2 separate regions of the Hordeum vulgare genome follow, and region 2 is linked to region 1. Evidence: chromatin contacts called from public Hi-C data. All regions are on one chromosome and are shown on one strand. The core of a region is the stretch at or near the end of the contact, and the rest is flanking DNA. Distances in the headings are between cores, read along the strand shown.

Evidence for each region. Hi-C and Micro-C count contacts between places; a contact is called where the count stands out from the background.
Region 2: a Hi-C map of leaf shows a contact between it and region 1, with 7 times the contacts expected there. The contact joins the promoter of LOC123412896 here to the promoter of LOC123410184 in region 1. A contact is called at or near these places in 3 of 6 Hi-C or Micro-C datasets (leaf and seedling) and 1 of 1 datasets of contacts at active chromatin or transcription factors (embryo).

The regions. Positions count from the first base shown.
Region 1 is chr7H:405,376,991-405,379,713 of MorexV3_pseudomolecules_assembly, forward strand. It overlaps LOC123410184 (hydroxyproline O-galactosyltransferase GALT2), which reads right to left and starts at 1,424. Exons shown (of 7, transcript XM_045103082.1): 1 at 337-1,424. The coding sequence starts at 1,096.
Region 2 is chr7H:406,309,017-406,311,716 of MorexV3_pseudomolecules_assembly, forward strand. LOC123412896 (BTB/POZ domain-containing protein At1g30440-like) reads left to right here and starts at 1,381. Exons shown (of 4, transcript XM_045105856.1): 1 at 1,381-2,053. The coding sequence starts at 1,995.

The sequences.
Region 1 (2,723 bases), core at 174-2,673:
AATACATGTATCATGTGTTGGGCACTTTGATAGTTTAATCAGCTTTAATGCTGTAAATAGGAACATTCCATGGGTTAGATTGTGCAAGGAGTTATAATGGCCAGTTGGTAATGGTACGTTATAGCAGCTGTAATGGTTTACTAGTAAACTGTAAACAGAAACATGGCAATATGGCATTAGGCTGGCAATGCAATTGATTTACCTCTGCACTAATTTGACAATGCAATACTAATTAATCTTAACCACATTACTAGTAACAAATAACAAGAGCTGCTCACTCAGGAAAGAACATCTTAAGGTCCAAGCTAGGATTGCCGAAGAAGGAGAAGGATGTACCCTTGTCGTCATTGTCCTCGGGCTGCAAGCCGTCACAGCGCTGGGCGGAGCCCCACTGCATCCGGTAGCAGGTATTGTGCTCGATGATGGGGCGCTGGCTCCAGTCCCCCCTCAGCCTGGGGTTGAGGTGCAGTATCCTGGGCGGGTCCTCGCCGTCAACGGCGCGCAGGCCCTGCAGCTCGACCATGAACTGCGAGACGTGCACGGTCCCGTCCCCCTGGCGCATCCTGGCGAGCTGCGGTACGTATTCCTTGTGCGCTGGCCTGGGCGTGCCGACGACGGTGACGGCGGAGCCAGCGGCGAGGCCGCAGGGCAGGAAGACAACCCTCCCGCGCGCGCGCACGGAGACGGCGGCGGGGCACTTGTCGGTGGAGGCGGCGTCGACGGCGGCGAGCTCCCAGGGGTCCCCGGAGAAGGCTGCGGCGTCCTCCCAGGCGGTGAGCCCGAGCGACCAGGCGTCGTCGGCCATGCGGTCGAGGACGGAGCGGTTGCGAGCGGCGATGTCGGGGAGGGAAACGCGGTCGTATCGGTGCCAGAAGGGCTGGACCTGGAACAGGGTGGCATTGGAAGGGGAGGAGGAGCTCCCTGGTAGGAGAGGTGGCAGGTGGTCGGTGGATGATGGGGAGGAGAAAGCGGAGTCAACGGCGGCAAGGTCGGCGGTGGCAAGGTCGAGGACGCGGCGGAACTTGAGGGAGATGAGGATGAGATAGGCCACCCCCGCGACGAACACCAGGTGCGACGGCCGCCACCGCCGCGCCATTGCCCTCGCTCGCTCAGCGGGCCGTAGCCAACCCCACCTTCGCGCTCTCGGGCCCCGCAGTGGACGGCGACAGCGATCTCTCTGTGGTCAAGCGCGCGGCGAGGGCAGGCCCGCCGCGACACGCCTGCCGCCGGCCAGCGGCGGCCAGAGGAGGCGGGGCGCCGGCCGGATCTGGCGCGCGCAGAGGAGGCGTGGAATCGGAGGCAGGGGCGGGGACGGAGGCGGAGTTGGAGATGCTCGCGCGTGCGTGCGGGGAGGTCGGGGCAGTGGGGAGAAATGGAGGGGCGTCGTGGCTGGCTGGCTGGCTGGCCGCCCGTGATGTGGACATGTTTTCTTTCTTGTTAGTTTGGTTTCTTTCCGGCCGGCCGAGTGGGAGTGGGACTGGACGAGCCGCGTGACGGTTTGGTCCGGTCGGACCGTGTTTGCCACGTCGGGTTAGAGCATCTACGTACTAGTAACTTGCAAACGTCACACAATTTTTTTTGATCTCTCTCTCTCTCTCTCTCTCTCTCTCTCTCTCTCTCTCTCTCTCTCTCTCTCTCTCTCTCTCTCTCTCTCTCTCTCTCTCTCTCTCTCTCTATATATATATATATATATATATATATATATATATATATATATACTAGTTAGCATGCACATGTAATGCACGACTAACCGAATAATTTATAAATTGCTTTTTATATTAAAATTATATATATATATATAGCTGCAAAAATATTAAAACACACACAATATACACATTACTTGCACTCCATTAAAAAATTGAAAACAAATGTATTCAGTGGAATAATGGAAAAAAATGTTTGGAGTAACATAAGACAAGGAGAAATATTGGGCTCACTTGAAGGTTGCAGCAAGCTGAAATGAATCCTAACTTCTTCACTTGATGCATCATATCTAGCTTCAATGCCTGAAAAAAAGCTTAAAATACAGATAATCTAGCATCAGAACAGGACACAACCTGGTATTTCAAAGGAAATATATACAACCTGAGATCTTTTGGCACTTGCATATAAAGGTTGAGGTATCACCTGCAGAAACTCCAAAAAATCAAACAGAAATCCATTGTGAGTAACTGCAAATCACAAAAATATTAACAGTCTCAACATATATAACCAGTGAACGAAAACGGTAGTGTAAAATCATAATAATAGGTAGGTCCTTTGCTGAGCACAAATCATAATAATCGGTTGACGTGAAATTAAAGCTTTTAGAGCTACCTCAAAGGTGAAGAATTGTGGCTTATTAATCGGGTATGCCGGTCTTGTGACATCCTCAGCTTTTGCTACAGTGAGCATTGTAATTAAGTTACAGTGATGACCATGATCAGCAACAAATCATTTTGCTAAATTGGATATGATCAAGTTGAAATTCATATCTCTTTTCAAATTCCACGTAAAAAGCCACTTGAATTATATGGAAATAAAATAATTCCCCAAACAGCATCGGAAAAATGTTGCATAATTGTGGAATAATCCAAAACAATTATTATTAAGGAAAACAACATCACCCTCGATGTTGGTGTGGACCCCCACCATCAAAACAAAGTCATTTTTGCATTTAAAAGTGCTCTTAAATTCCATGGAAAAATCCAAACATATTTCAATGGGCCCAATTATTTTTGTGG
Region 2 (2,700 bases), core at 131-2,630, 930 kb after region 1:
GGAGCTGAAGAATGGAGCGCGGGCAGTTTCGAACAGTTCAGGTCGGGCAGTTTGACGGGATGTGGTGCTAATTAATTTGGGGGCAAATTAGTTAGGACATGTCTTAACGCAAATTGGACTAGTTGACTAAGGTTTTAACGCATATGTGGCCGTGAGCTATTTTCTTCCTTTAAACCGTCGCACGAGAGCTATTATGTCGAAAAACGTCACACTCCTTCCAATTCGATGGAAAGAAGTCGCACCTGAGCTATTGTCCCTCACCGGTGCAGACGTCCTCTATTGCAGGCAGGGGATGTTGTTGCGCGTGGGTTGTTTGATCCTCTTTCCCCGCTTTGCAAGGAGGCGGTTGCGCCAGCTGCGGTGCCGCGACTGCATCGCCAAGACTTGCCACGCGGTGCTCTAGATCCGGCCACCAAGCCAGCAGCTCGTCGAAGGCCAACATGTTGGGATCCATGGCTTCCAACCATGAAAGACCTTGACGCAAGCTTCTGGTCTCGACGAGATGTGCCAGCACGAACGGATTGGGATGGACAATTGGTCTCTAATACCAGATGTTAGAGTAGCGATGGAAGGTAGTGGCAATTCGATCTATTCACTCTCTAAAGTAGTAGCAATATAGACCGATCACACGAATTTGGAGAAGCTGGGAATCGAGGGAGGCTAACTAGAACACAAGAACTAGGGTTGCCGCCGCATGGGTGTTGCCTCATTCACTAGATGATCGACCCGTCGTGGTAGCTGGCTTAAGTAGTAGATTGGACCGTGCTGGCCCATTCTTGGCCCGTGTAGCGTGTGCTGGGCCGCCTGACTCATCCGGTCCGTGGCTTGTCTTGTTCTCCCTGGCTGACAGGTAGGGTAGGGGTGTCGGAGGCTCACACACAAAGGATCCAATCGATGGTAACCTTTGGTGAATCTGCTCAGATCCGGTCTTCATTTGTCTATGTCCGTGTGTCTTGAGGTTGGATCCGTCCGATCTATGTGTCTCTTCATCGAGGTGGTTGATGTTCTAGTGCGTTGGTCCTATGAAGTCTTAGCACGACGACTTCCTTATTGTCTACTCCAACAAGTTTTGCACGAATCTGACGATGAAGGGGCAATAACAGCGACGCATATTCGGTTCGATTCAGTTCTTGTAGTCGTCGTTAGATGATCTATAAAATTGAATATAGTGTTTACTACTTTTCGGGCTCGTTGTAGTGGTACGATTGACTGACGATGAATAGATTGGTCCCTAAAAAAGATAGAAATACTATAATGCAGCCAAAGTGGATTCTGGGCCTGCCGGCTCTGGGCCCACAGCCTGGCTGCCTTCCTCTCCTTCCTTCCCGTTGGGTGTCCTTTTCTCCATAGGAAGCTGTGAAGCCCACCCAAATCCGCACCACAGCAGTGGTACTAGTAGTCCAAGTCCAGTACACCCAGCCAAAGAAGAGAATGTTCTTGGATCCCCTTCCCTGCCTGCCACAACATTCCTACTCCCCCACCCTCCTCCTCCTCATCATAAACAAACAAACCAACAAACCTTCCTCCCCCTCCTCCGGCGGCACCACTGGTCATCCACCTCTCTTCCTCACCTTCTTCTTCCCGGACCTTCGTCGAGTCGGGATCTTGGGCGGGACAATCCATCGCGGCGGGTGGGTTTAGGCGTCACAATTATCCAAAGGTCCGGCCGGCCCTTCTTTTCCACGTCTCCAGAGGTCGCCGGAACCTCTCCTTCCCTCTCCTCTTCACTGGCGGGTCTGCAATCTCGTGTCGGCTCTCCGCGTAGTCTGGACGCTCCTCGCCTTCCACATCGTCTCGGGGGATTTTGGGCTAGATTGAGGTTTTGCGTGCGTGCGTGGGGAAAGTGGCTTCCTTTTCTTTTCTTTTCCTCAGTTTCTCGAGGATTTGGTTCCAGTGTGTGCGGGGGGCCGGCGGAATCTCTCTGCCTTTGATCCCAAGCAACCGGCTGCCTCGTTCATGTAGTGCAGCATCCATAGGAACCTGGGACTACTAACATGGCCTGCCTCAAGCTGGGATCAAGGGCTGATGTGTTCAGGAAGCAGGGCCAAGACTGGTATGAACAGCTTCTCTCTTTCTCTCTTCATTCCCCCCAACATGATCCTCTGACATGTCTAACCTGCACAGTTACACAGTTCCTCATGGTTGCAGATGACAATTTTAACATCTTATTAGAGTTGCTACACCTTTTAATCCGTGCAATGTTTTCATTACTTGCTCAGTTTGCTGCCATAACTGACACTGTAGGAAATGTGCCATTAGTACTTTCAGAAAGTGGGAAAATAATTGAATAGGTGACATGTGTGTGTACTAGAAGCTCCCATGCGGCCATGGCCCAACCTCTTCCTGTTGGCTTCATCTGTGGTACTGATTATAATATGCTAACCAACTCCTTCTGGATGGAAGGCTCTAATCAAAACATCGAGCCCAGGCCAGCTAGGAAAACTACAAACGTTTTTGTTTTTAAGCCGACGCAACTCTCTGGGAGGACTCCCTACCAGTTATCCAAAGACAGCCTGTTAATCAATATCATTATGCTAAGACTGTCACTTCGATGCATTCGATGCGCATACCGTGTTGGAGGACTTCATCTGTTCGTGGAAAAAATGGAACCTACCTTTTATAGTACCATTTTTGGGTGTTATTGAGATCAAGGCAGTGGTGGGTAAATAGATGGTCACCGTGCAGAATGCTTGTCCTGGA